3 separate regions of the Mus musculus genome follow, and regions 2 and 3 are each linked to region 1. A link is a contact called in public HiChIP or PLAC-seq data. All regions are on one chromosome and are shown on one strand. The core of a region is the stretch at or near the end of the contact, and the rest is flanking DNA. Distances in the headings are between cores, read along the strand shown. Region 1 overlaps Dync1i2 (dynein cytoplasmic 1 intermediate chain 2). Region 2 overlaps Hat1 (histone aminotransferase 1). Region 3 overlaps Metap1d (methionyl aminopeptidase type 1D (mitochondrial)).

Evidence for each region. HiChIP or PLAC-seq counts read pairs in DNA pulled down with a chosen protein or histone mark.
Region 2: an H3K4me3 HiChIP or PLAC-seq map of embryonic basal ganglia shows a contact between it and region 1, with 2.5 times the contacts expected there. The contact joins two enhancer-like sites. A contact is called at or near these places in 14 of 484 Hi-C or Micro-C datasets (the G1E-ER4 cell line, the N1E-115 cell line, Sertoli cells and 8 more), 1 of 115 datasets of contacts at active chromatin or transcription factors (embryonic basal ganglia) and 3 of 9 other capture datasets (embryonic tail, embryonic trunk and liver).
Region 3: a contact with region 1 is called in an H3K4me3 HiChIP or PLAC-seq map of embryonic basal ganglia, with 2.7 times the contacts expected there. The contact joins two enhancer-like sites. A contact is called at or near these places in 5 of 39 promoter capture datasets (the C10 cell line, the HPC-7 cell line, cranial neural crest and 2 more), 2 of 115 datasets of contacts at active chromatin or transcription factors (embryonic basal ganglia and liver) and 1 of 9 other capture datasets (liver).

What each region holds. Positions count from the first base shown.
Region 1 is chr2:71,242,550-71,247,234 of GRCm38.p6, forward strand. Dync1i2 (dynein cytoplasmic 1 intermediate chain 2) reads left to right here. Exons shown (of 16, transcript NM_010064.4): 6 at 4,140-4,235; 7 at 4,464-4,626. Among named protein-coding and RNA genes, the nearest start is that of Dync1i2, 33 kb to the left of the region's middle. Within about 2 kb of position 2,997, at least 59 of the 459 cell types and tissues checked have an H3K27ac peak or open chromatin away from gene starts, as enhancers often do. A contact at or near this core is called in embryonic basal ganglia, where this site is marked.
Region 2 is chr2:71,418,809-71,423,071 of GRCm38.p6, forward strand. It overlaps Hat1 (histone aminotransferase 1), which reads left to right. Exons shown (of 11, transcript NM_026115.4): 5 at 1,367-1,546; 6 at 1,782-1,903; 7 at 2,403-2,507; 8 at 2,825-2,931. Among named protein-coding and RNA genes, the nearest start is that of Hat1, 32 kb to the left of the region's middle. RefSeq lists an enhancer at 1-3,263. Within about 2 kb of position 2,228, at least 6 of the 459 cell types and tissues checked have an H3K27ac peak or open chromatin away from gene starts, as enhancers often do. A contact at or near this core is called in embryonic basal ganglia, where this site is marked.
Region 3 is chr2:71,492,955-71,497,204 of GRCm38.p6, forward strand. All of the region lies in intron 1 of Metap1d (methionyl aminopeptidase type 1D (mitochondrial)), which reads left to right. Among named protein-coding and RNA genes, the nearest start is that of Dlx1, 34 kb to the right of the region's middle. Within about 2 kb of position 1,762, at least 16 of the 459 cell types and tissues checked have an H3K27ac peak or open chromatin away from gene starts, as enhancers often do. A contact at or near this core is called in embryonic basal ganglia, where this site is marked.

The sequences.
Region 1 (4,685 bases), core at 1,747-4,246:
CGTAAGTTATTCTCTGACATTCACATGTCCACGTGACACACATGGGCCCAGGCATGTGCCTACACACATACATACACATATTAGATAGGTAGGTAGATGGATGGATTAGATAGGTAGGTGGATGGATGGATGGATGGACAGACAGATAGATTTTTAAGGTTATTTAAAAAATATTAGGGGAAAGTCATTCCTGTCTGGTCTGGACTTTTAAACTAATGATTGGGAAATTCCCACTGCTAATAAATGTTTATAGGGATACTTATAAATTGAATAATTTTTATGAGCCACAAATGCCCTGGTTTAAGTTAGGAATTCATCATGAGATATTAAATCATCTTAAAAGGGTTCATACCAATATAAGAAGACTAGCAATGAACTGTTACCAGCATTAATATTTCCCGAATAGCAATGCACTCAAGATGGGATCTATTAACTGTATGCTGGAAATTATAAGGGATTTATAAGTGACAGTGTTTGTTTATTATGGACTTTCTAAGATCTTGCATATTACTGTTTAAACACAGATATTGTAGAATTAGTCAAAAGTGTACTTTATGGCTTCTTAAACGCACCTTAAGTATGAATGGCATGTAAATAAGAGAACCCGTTCAGAAGCCATCTTCCTTCAGGTGGGCAGAAGCCACCCATTTCACAGATGATTTAACCGATTAACCCACCGCTTTGCTGATTGTTCTAGCAACTGGAATTTCACTCCTTGCTGTTGTCTGTAGTGCAGCTTAATTTACACAACAGTTTTCTTTTATTCTCACCAAAATGCATCACAATTTGGGTGTTAACTCAAAGTAAAAATCCAGGGGTTCATTAGATTTAGTTCACATGCATTTCACAAGAGATGGGCGTTCTAAAGCCGCTGCCACTTCTCTGTGCTCTTTCCTGCTCAGCTGAAACCTCAGCTTCCCCCTCAAGGCAAGCACGGAGTTAATCACTTAGCACGGAGCAATGAATATTCATCAGTAAAGTGATGTGGCTGGCAGTCTTCCTGATCCCTTACCTTCTTCCAGTTTTAAGTATGTTATAGCTTACCATGTAACAGGGAGTGTCGGAGGCAAGCTTTACAACTGTGGTGTTGAAATCTGGGGCTTCATTAGTGGTCCTATGATAGCATGGTTGTAAAAATACTTATTAAGAAGGGCATATTGACTCAGAGAAACAATCTTGTACTTGACATACATATATGTGTGCATGTGTGTAGTAAATAACCTATTATACATGTATGTGTATAGATACACACACATAGTAGGTAATTACTGAAAATATCCTTTATAGTGAAAATAGTCTATTTTTGTAGAGTTTTTTTAGAGCAGCCTAATGTTTGCTTTTATATTCTTGGATAATTACTTAAATGGCCTTTCTGAAACTTGGTTTAAGTATTAATTACAGTTTTTAAGTCCATGGTTAATCATTATAGAAAAGGATATCAGTTTATTGATTCTAAAATGGAATTCTAAGGGTTGTGTTTAAGGAATTGCTGTTAACCATCCACCTGTGTTGGCAAATGTTGTGTAGCAAACATACACAGATCAGCGGCTAACACACTATCCACATTAATGTTTCAGAAGGAAAGAATGTCTGTATGAAATCTTTCCTGTTAAATATGCACATTATGCAGTCACTTAGCACTAAAATATGCTGACTATATATATACATATATATATATATATATACATACATATATATATGCATTACAACAGGAGTTTGACCCCCATCTTTGGGAATGGTAAGTAGGAGTGGGGTAGTACAGCCAAGTAGAGGGAGGAGACAATATGGGCTGGAGTCTGTCATTTATAAGTCACCATGCTCGAGAAGGACTTGTGCTGGATCTAGGGAGACTTTATATCCTTAGTTTTAGAATTTACATACAGTGAACCTGGTAGTTAATAGAATTAGGAAAGCTGATGGTATTAGCAAAAGCTGAGGTATGTTTTTTTCTCATACTAAATGTAAAAAGAAAAGAAAGGAGAAAGAAACCCACAGTGGTATGAGAGCAACACTCATGTTAAGTTATTCTAGAACTCAGCTTATAAATAAATGTAATTAAATTATTTCATTTCGGTATCCCTGAAGATTTTTCTCTGGCAGAGTTGCATCCTAATGTTGGAACAGTACAAGATAGAGTCACCATCAGACACACTGTTTTCAGATTAATAATCCTTTGTGTATGAGAATTCATCTAAGAAGGAGTAGTGTCTTTCTGTTTCTCTATGTGATTATTTTGCCCCAAAAAAGCTTTCATTTTTTTAAGTAGCACAAAAGCTGTAATTGGCATGCTTTGTAAGGAAGTGTCAGTGTGCAAGAGAGTGGCGATCACTAAGAATTCTTTTACGTGTTCTTTCCCCTTTGCGCCACCGCCTCCTCAGCAGGGTCACTGAGATCACTAGCTTTTCTTGAAATGGCCATTTTCACTGGCAGGTGCATTATACCCTGTATTTTCAGATTGTTTTTCCATTCTGAATGTTTGGCAGGTTGATTGCTCTGGCTGCATTGACGGAGAAAGGGCTGACAAATGCGGTTGGGCTGGCTGAAAAGACAGTGATTACTGTTTTCCTTTGTGGCTGATTGAGGCCCTTGAAAGGAAAAATTTTAACCTTCACCATTTGGTTCAAAAGTATGAGCATATATTGAAATCACTCGTGCCATTTATCCCAGTTCTGTAAACTTGTCAGACGTAAAAATCGCTCAATTTCAAGTAATGTAGGATTGGCATACGTCATTATCATTCTGATTAAGTTGGAGGTTGTATCATTGTGTGCGTTATACAGTGTCATTTAAAGCTTTCTCTGCACAGGTACAGTTATATTTTTATTGCTTAGACTATAGAGTTGGAAAGGTTTTCTTAGCTCTCTAAATCTAACACTGTGTGTGGTTTGGCAGCTGGTGTGGCCTACAAGCTGCATTTTGTTTGCAGGGTAAAGGCTTGTCTGTAGCCTCCTGGAGTGTGGGTAATTGCACAGGCTCACCATTGGGGAGAGACACAGGATTGGAAGCAGTCAAGCGGAAGAATGTTATGCCATCCCCTTGCCACCTTGCAGCAGAAAGACACAAGCCCAGCAGTGCCATCTGGTTGCTGCTATCTAGTCAGCTGGCCTGACTGCTGGGACCGTGACTTGGCAGCTGGTCCCATCCTTGACCGTTCTTTTGTGTAGGTTGTATGTGTGTGTGTGTGTTAGATCATTTTGTACATGGGTCAGGGAAATGACTATAACAGACAAGGAAAGCCCCTTTCTGAATAGGCTTTCATTACTGGAGATGGACTCTGTTGCAGATGCCTGCTGCCATTCCCTGATACACAACTAAGATGTATGTGGGCAAGAAAAATACATGCTTCCCCCGTCCCCCCTTTTTATGATTTCTACCTTAGTTTGTAGCAAAAAGAGATGGTAGACAGGATTATATAACCTATATGTCCTGTAACATTTTTAAATAAATTATTTCAAGTTTATACTAGTTTGGGGATTCATGAGATTTGATAATTTTTAAAAGTCTTATAAACATTGTATATCTTCATTTATTTTTATTAAAATTAAAGAAAACTGTGTTAAGTGCTTATTGCACATCACACAGTGATAGATAATGAGACTCGCATTTAAAATGACAGAATAGAAAATGTGATCTCAAAGCTATTATCTTTAGAATCTGCCTCTCAAATAGCAACCTGAGAGTTAATGTAAGCATCGTTATGTCCCAGGAAGACCCATCAGACACTGATGGTTTCAGATCACAAGGAAGCATCCAGCTCTGTGGGCTGTTTTAGACATTTGATTTTCTTCATTCTGCCGCATTAATGTGTCAGCATGCTCCACAGAACTGTGGAGGAGTCGCATGTTGTTCTGTCTAGAATAGTAATGCTTGTAAGCTCAGACTCCATGAGGAGCTCATCCTTCTTATAGCTCACTCGTGCTTCACATGGCTACAGAATAGGATAACCCTTGATGAGGTACCACAGGTATCTTAAAATTCAAGTTTCCCTTTCATTCTTTAAGTTGGTGCTGGTAAAATTCCACTGTTTGTGGCTGTCTTTACAAGTGCTTCACCTTGGGAGAGTTGTGATGCCTCTGAGATACTGCCTCAGAGTCAATCTACAGCTGTCTGTATTAAGCTAGTCTTTGTTTATTGTTCAGATGAGGAGGAGGAAGATGATGTAGCAACTCCTAAACCTCCTGTTGAACCTGAAGAAGAGAAAACTTTGAAAAAAGACGAAGAGAATGATAGCAAAGGTACCTTAACATACTTAAGGAATTTTTGTTTTATTTCTGTTTTGCTGAGTTCTTTTTAAACTTGTTTTATTATTTATGAGTTAAAGTAGAGTAAAATGCTCTAAATCAGAGGTGAGTTTCATTTCAAAAGAATATGTGGCATTTCTTGAACCATATTATAATAGTGAGTTGACAGGATTTAATTGGCCTAAATCATACTTTAAAAACAAAGACAAACTCTTTTTCCAGCTCCACCTCATGAACTAACTGAAGAAGAAAAGCAACAGATTTTACACTCAGAAGAATTTTTAAGTTTCTTTGACCATTCTACGAGAATTGTAGAAAGAGCCCTTTCTGAGCAGATTAACATCTTCTTTGACTACAGTGGGAGAGACTTGGAAGACAAAGAAGGGTAATATTTAGTTCTTAAGGTCATAGCTTCTGCAGCCTTAAAAGTATGTTAATATTAAG
Region 2 (4,263 bases), core at 978-3,477, 180 kb after region 1:
CTCCTACTTAGTTAAAAGATGGTTGAAAGGACAGGAATTAGTAGCATGTTGTATTAGCCTTTTGTAGTGTATTTTGTCCTAAGCATCTTAATTTCCCTGTTTTGAATGCTAAGTAGCAAGGGTCTTGGTTTAGAACTAATACCCATCATGCATGTAAACGGTATGAAAGAGCTGCTTAGTAAGTTAACACAAAGTGTTCTTGTGTCAGTCCTTGTGGAAATAGATACAATACAAACATTACAGCTGAACTCACGGCAAACTCCATTAAGTAAAAACCTGGCCTCATTGTTCAGGAAAAAGTTTGAATAGAATGCAAGCTCATTTTGTTGAATGTAATGTCAGGCTTTTAGGGGCTGTATTGAAGGATACGGTTTTGTTAAGTTGAGACCAATTCATTAAGTTTTATTGCCTGGTGAGAAGGAGTAATACTTTATTGTAAGACCTCATCAAATATTCATGGTTAAAGAGAAGTAGTAAATGTATTCAATCAAGTGGTCTTTTGGGGTTTTGAAAAGGATTATGAAGTCTGCTCAGCTGATAGTTTTCATTCATTGAGCTTGTTTAACAAGGGTGATTTTAATCTGTGAGTTTAATTTTGTTGTCCAGTCTTTTCTCTTTTATACGATCACAAATCCAAGTCTATGAAAGTTGTCACATTGTGGAGATCAATGGATAATATAACCATTCATATGATTTTTCTATTTCCTAAGTGAAGATAAAAAATTCCCATCTTAGTTTAGCACATGAAGGTGTTATCTGTCTGCTTTGCTATTCATTTGGTCAGACTATCTAGCATTACCACTTACTTACTGCTGCTTATCTTCTCATGTCTTGAATAATAAGGTTTCTTTGACACGTGCAAAATAACAAGCAGCCTTTTGTTTTGGCTTGTTAAGATTGTCAGAAGGGCGGTAGGTAATAATTTTCTATATGATGTTAGAAATCTCAGTGGAACAGCTATTACTCTTGCACTTGATGTTAGACTACCTGCCTCTTAAATTTGTTTTCCTGTTAACGTTCATCTCAAATTTGTGTGAGAGTAGTTTGTTTATATAAAACATCCTTTCCCGTTCCACCGCATTGTTTACTTACATAGTTTATTTGTGAAGTTTTGTGTGATACCTGTTGGTTTTGTCCATTAACGAATCTTGTTTTGTTTTCAAACATGGGGTTGCTCCCTAGCTGGCCTGGAACTTGTTATGTAGACCAGACTGACCTCAAACTCAGAGATCCACCTGACTCTGCTTCCTGAGTGCTGGGATTAATCACTACATCTAAACCAGTTTTGTTCACTTTAAAAAAAAGAAAATATTTTCAGTTAAAAACTAAATTTATTAATTTTTATCCTTTGTTCTCTATTCCTCAGGCAGATGATGTTGAAGGCAAAATCAGACAAATCATTCCACCTGGGTTTTGCACAAACACAAATGATTTTCTTTCCTTGCTGGAAAAGGAAACTAATTTCAAGCCTTTTGGAACCCTCCTCCATACATACACAGTTCCTAGTCAGACAGGAGGTGAAACCTTTACTTTCCAGATCCACAAGGTAAAAAGAAGTAGTTCCCTTTGCATGGAACCTGTATGGGATTTTATATTCTGCAAATGTAGTGTGAGATAAAAAGGTTTTATTGACACTAACTAGATCTGTTTTGACTGTCTGTTTGTATACATATTTAATCTGAGACTTCTAACCATTTTCCCACAGGATAGTTTTGTGTTCTACAGACTTTCAGTTACCTCTGTGATGAGTTTCACCTGACTTTTCCTGGCTTTTTCCCTAGGCTGACATGACATGTAGAGGCTTTCGAGAATATCATGAAAGGCTTCAGACCTTTTTGATGTGGTTTATTGAAACTGCTAGCTTTATTGACGTGGATGATGAAAGATGGCACTACTTTCTAGTGTAAGTACAGTTCTAAAGCAACAGTGGACCTTATTACCTCCACAAAGCCAGCATTTTAATTGTGGCAGCCCAATTATTGGGGCAGTATAATGATATTTTTCCCAGGAAAGAAAAACTATTGTTTATGGGGCTTGAGTTTGCCTTCATTATGCTTTGGGGGACTTGAGAATGGAACTGAATTAAATGCTGTTGTCCGTTAAGGCCCTGAATGTAGGCTTAAACAGTAAAATGAGCTTTGCCTGTGTTTTCTTTTACTTGCCACCTATTCATCTTTATAATAGGCAAGTGCACTGAAGTGATGTAAAGAGGTCTGATTTATCCAAGTTGCTGCACACCAATTAAGTGAATTGTACATTCAGAACATAGCAGGTGTACCCATTGGGCCCTCACAGAGTAGCTTGCTGACACTGAAAATTCAGTCAGAGAATGGAAAAGAAAATGGACACTGCATGGGAGCGCGACTGTAATTGACCTGCTTGGCTTTCTGTTTTATCTGCAGATTTGAGAAGTATAATAAGGATGGAGCTACGCTCTTTGCGACCGTAGGCTACATGACAGTCTATAATTACTATGTGTACCCAGACAAAACCCGGCCACGTGTAAGGTAATTGGCAGTATAACACGTGCCTTGTCTTTTATTTCAGAAGGAACTGCTGAAGTTTCCAATACTTGTTATAGTAATGTTGATTTGTTTTTTGTTTTTAAATCACCATTCATTGGCTATGTACTGATTTATTTTATTGTTCTCTTTGAAACTGAGGCAGAGTAGACTAATTTTGTGTATGTTGGTAATTTTTTGGTTTCTTCAAGTTTGATTTTTAAAAAGTACCAACTTTCATACGACAATAATTTGACAATTTCCAACTGGACATGATAAGATGTTTTAATTTAGATTTATTTATTTATTTATTTTTACTATAGTCAGATGCTGATACTGACTCCATTTCAAGGTCAGGGCCACGGTGCTCAACTTCTTGAAACAGTTCATAGATACTACATTTCATTTCCTACAGTTCTTGATATTACAGGTATGTAAAATTTTATGTTACTAGAAGAGCCTTTCTCAAATATCTTAGTTTTATTTCTGTCTTAAGTGTCAGTATTCATCTGGGGACTTTAGAGGACTGTTTGAAGATTTCTTTTAGGGTACATTTTAGATCTAAGCTTTTATGGAGATCGGGCTGCATCCCTAACTAAAGTGGACAACTTAAAAATAATGAAGTAAATATATTTGGGGAAATTGTGATCAGATATAGATGCGTGCTAAGTATGCTGTAACTTATTTGTTTAACTTATTTGGCAAAGATTACATCACTTAGAAGATACCCATGTGTTAATTTTAAACCATAGTTGGGGGAGCGGAGTAGTTCCTTAATAGAAGATACTTTTTAAAAGATTTATTATTCTTTTAATTATGTAACAATGCTTGTGTCTCTGTGTGGGTGTGCATATGAGTTTAAGCACCCACAGAAAACAGAAGAGGGACTCTGGTTGCCTGAACTGGAGTTAGTGAGAGGTTGGAAGATGCCTGACTTGAACCCTGGGAGCTGAACTCAGATCCTCTCAAGAGCAATATGCATACTTGACTGCTGACTTGACCTCTAGCCCAGAAGACATAGTCTCTAAAGTGTGTTTTATATTTTGATAAACATGCCATCCCAGTAGTAGATAAGATGAAATGTCACATGTGGAAACATCCTCCCAGTATGAATTAGCTGTAGAAGTAGTAGTATGCTCAGAAGAAAGGAAACTAGTTTTTAGAAATAGAAGGATATGTGGAGTGTGGATTCATGCCTATAATCTCAGCACTGGGGTAGCTGAGGCAGGGGGATTTCTATGATTTTCAGGCCAGCATGGTATTACATGGTCAGCTCTGGAGAAGTCTGGACTATAGAGTGGATCTCTGAATTTTAGGCCAGCTTGGACTGCAGAGAGAGTTGCAAGACAGCCTGGGCTACACAGATGAAACCCTGTCTCGAAAAACTAAATAAACAACAAAAAGAAAGGAAAAAAAAAACCTTATTAGATGATATTCTAGTTTTCTTAGTATGTGACTAAACTGCCAAAACAAAAACAATGCTTGAAGAACATTAATGTCATTTTCTTACCCCGGGTAATGTCCACATTAATAAAGTTAATAAAGTTGCTAATTAAACTGAAAGTCACTACCAGGTGTAGTGGCATCTATACCTATAGTTATTCCCAGCACTCAAGAGGCTGAGGCAGGAGGATTGAGTTTCAGGTCAACCTGGACTACATAGGGAGACTGTCTCAAAACAAAACTTTAACAAAAAAAGAAATTGGGCTGGCGAGATGGCTCAGCAGGTAAGAGCACTGACTGCTCTTCCGAAGGTCCTAAG
Region 3 (4,250 bases), core at 512-3,011, 250 kb after region 1:
CGTCTCCTCCTGTCTCTTCTCCACTTCCCAGGACCCCTAAACAGATGCAGGTGGGGTTATATTGTCCACGGTGAGGACTCTGAGCCTGTGTGTCTCTGTCTGGTTCCCTCTATACACTCCAGGGCCCTCACCCTACCCCCCCGGGGACTCAGTCTCACTTGGAACCCTGTTCCTCAAAATGTACTTGTTCTTCTTGAATGGAAAAGGTCTTTGCTTGACATAGATTTTCATCAAATGCCTTTTTTTTTTAAAATTACAATACAGTGTCTCAGCAATCTGTCTCTGTGGGTGTTCACTCGAATTCTGGAAATAGAGCTAGGGTTTCTGAATAAATAATGAAACATGTGTTCAGAGTCTGTACCTCTTCCTTCTCTTTAACCACATCCTAGATATGGCCAATAGCCAGCGTCACTTGTGTGAATAGATTCTCTAGTTTTAGTTTCCCCCCTCTGCCTTCTGGCTGTCTGGATGATTAATGTGTCAAGGATAATACTGTTGACCCATTTCAGTCATGTCAAACAACACCCATTGCTCATCTATATAACGGGCGTACACACTGAGCCTTGCATCCTCAGCGAGGGAGCTGGTGAGCTACGACGTAGTGCTTTAGACATTACATCATGAAGATGTAAGACAATGGGAGTGGCTATCGCATCAAACGCTGTTATCCAAATGGTAATCGATAGTGAACAGCACGCACTGACCCAGCCAAAACCGTTCCTCTCTAGCTCTCCCAAGAGCAGGTGGGGTGGTGATGGCATACAGCAGTGTGTCAAAGTGTGCTTTAATATCACTCGACTATTATGGGATTTGTTACAAATAGTTGCTAATCAGTGATTATGGAAATAACACTTCTGAATTTTTTTGGGAAAAACTGGCTGACATTTTTTATCATAGTTTTATTAAACTGGTGTTTGAATAATTTTCAAGACAACTAATTTACTGTGGAAACTATTTTGATGAATGATCTGATAACAAAGATCAGCTTTGACAGCCCTTGAAACATTTACAGTGTGTAAGGGCATCCTTTGCATGGCGTTTTAAGTAAATGCAGAATTTGAAGGCACCAAATTTAGGCTAACAGGTTTCCATGGTTACACTTTTCCAAGTTATTTTGTGTGTTGTGTAAATAGGTCTGTGAGTCACTGATAATTATTTGTTGTTTTGTTTGTTCCATTGGTAATTCTGTGTTTAGCTGAATTTAATATAGTTCACAGCGCGTGCTTTGGTTTATGTATATTTTAGTGTTCATGATTGACAGTGATTGAGCATTTCTTATGGAGTGCTTGCCTTTTTTGTCATAAATGATGTATGTTGCTAGTCCTTGAAATGTAAACAAGTTCTTCCTGTATCACTGTTTAATAAACAGGAATTTTTGTGCAAAGACTTCTTGGTACATTTTAAACAATAGGCTTTGGAGAGATCTAGGTGTTTTTGTCAAGCAGATCGTACACCAAAACAAATATATTTGAGTTCTACAAATGAGGTTACCAAGGACAATGTAAGTGCTTAGGGTTAAGCACTACATTGACTGGATACAGCTTAGTAATGGGCTAAAAGCAGCAGCGTTCTAGACTGGGGTGTGCGCATGGTGGAGCGATAACCTGCAGTGCAAAAGCTCTAGGCTCAATCCTCAGCATAAGAAAGAAAAAAATTAATTAAATAAAATTGGAAATAGCATCTGATGTAAGTGTTAAGAGCGTGATGGTGAGCTTCCCAGGGGAATATTCTCTGCAGACAGGAGCTTTCCCTGGCAGGAAATCTCTCCGCCCACTCCGTGCACAACGTAAGAGTGTTTCTATACACCATGTTTAGAAGGTACTGAGGCTTGAAAAGAGGAGGGTCTTTTCCACCTACACTCGGAAGAAAAGACCTTCCACAGACCCTGCTGTGGACCACCAAATCAGCAAGGATTAACCCGAAAAACGCCAGCACTAAGCTGCATGAGTCTTCCTCGCGAGTTCAAGTCTTCATGCTGCCTAAGGTCTTGGTACATCTGTAGTCAGCTTTGGTGGTCAAGGTGGCCCCACTGTGATGCTGGGAGGGGCAGGGTGCTGTAGGTTCTTGCTGTAAGCAGCAGCTCTGGGGCCCCACCTAGGATCTCAGAACCCTTTGTAAATCACTTGCTCATCCCAAAGCATATTTTTTTCAAACTGAGGGTTTATCCTTTGCTCCTTTCTGTCTGTCATCGCACAGTTACCATAGCAACCTGCTGAGGAAGCTCCATTCCGATCAAAGGAGGAAAGGAATTTAGCCTGTCCAAGTAAACTGATGAGTGCTCAAGGGAAGGGAGTCAGTTCCGACAAGAATCCAAGAGCTGTGCTCACTTCAGCAGCAAACAGTAAAATCGGAATGAGCAGAGGTTAGTATGACCTTTGTACAAGGGTGACACAGAAAATTGTGAGGTGCTCCATTAAAAAGTGAAAGAGGCCTGCAGAGACGGCTCAGCAGTTAAGAGCACTGACTGCTCTTCCAGAGGTCCTGAGTTCAATTCCCAGCAACCACATGGTGGCTCACAACCATCTGTAATAAGATCCAACAGCTACAGTGTACTCAAATACATAAAATAAATTAATCTTAAAAAAAAGCACTCATATAAAATTAAAAAGACACTTTTTTGTTTGGTTGGTTTTTTGTTTTTTTTTGTTTTTTCGAGGCAGAGTTTCTCTGTGCAGTCCTGGCTGTCCTGGAACTCAGGTTGGCCTAGAACTCAGAAATCCTCCTGCCTCTGCCTCTCAAGTGCTGGGATTAAAGGTGTGTGCCACCACTGCCTGGCTAGAAAGACACTTCTTTTAGAAGACCACCCCAAAACACATTTATAGTAAACCATACCACATTAATTTTTACACTGTTTTCCTCTTTTGAGCCACAAATTGGCTGTTATGTTGGGAGTTGGTTTTCCTTTTGACATTCTGGTGGAATTAAACCTCAAAAAGTGTTCAATACATATAATATTAGACAGTAAATATTTTTCAGATATTTTATACATCAGATATTTCAGGTCTGTGGGAATATTATTAAATATTAATCTAAAAAAACACGATGAATTTATCATTCCACTAAATGTGAGCAATATTCCCAACATTTCCAGCAGAAGTTCTCAAGTGCTATTTCCAGATGTGAGAAGTACCCAGCCACATATAAATAAGGAGTATACATTTTATTGGTTTTAGTTTTTAGCTTTTAAAACAGAATCGACATTGTTTTAAAACATCTTTTAAAAGAAAAAGAGGAAGAAGAAAGAAGAAAAGAAGAGGAAGAAGAGGAGGAGGAGGAAGAGGAAGAAGCGGCGGCAGCAGTAGCTACACTTAGGTTGGAAGCAGACTACAGTTAATTTTTTATATTGGTGCATAAAACTGTCAAATGTGTCTTTATTCATATGGTCAACTGAGTCTACCCAGTTGAATGGAAGATAAAAATTACTTGTGGCAATGTAGCTATACCAAATTCAAAGCCATCTTGAGAAAAATTGCATATTGTTCCTTGCACTGAAAAAGGCTTTTATATAATTTCTCTTTGTTTTTGTTTGTTTGTTTGTTTGTTTGTTGAAGTTAGCTCCTTGATGCGTGATCTTGGCTTCTGTTGTCTTGAGTCTGTTTAGTCTCGGCCATGGAAGCCTGGATAGGGCTCCCTCAGGCTTTTGCTTTTCCATTTTGGGCTGTGGCTATTGACACCCTTTCCCACCACGCCTCCCGCCGTGGATTACAGCAGAGACGATTCCTAAGACTGTCAAAGATTCCCATCCCAATGTTTTCTTTCATTTGGTGTTGTATAGTGAAGATGCATTAAGCATGAATTCAGATGGGGACTTCGGGAGATTTTTGTGTGTGCTGATATTGCTATAGGTCCAAGTTGTTTCAGAACAATCACTTGCTTGTAAAATAGTAACTTTACATAGTATATCAAGAAGGAAGGAAGGAAGGAAGGAAGGAAGGAAGGAAGGAAGGAAGGAAGGAACCCAAAGGTAGAATGCAGTTGACATTGTTATAAAATGAAAAACTAAAATTATGTTCTTATCAAATGCTTTAATACAATTTAAAAATATTCTTATCAAAGCTGTACCTTTGCTGGAAGTCCCCACATCTTCTGTTATTAGGTATTTTAACCCAAAATGACTAACACTTTAAGTAGTATTTTACATGACAGCTGTATTTATGAATAGTCTTTAAAAATTTTTTAAAAAAAATTAAAGGACTTTCTTACTATCTCATTTTTTTTAAACTCATGATGTTTTTGTATGGCCATTCTCT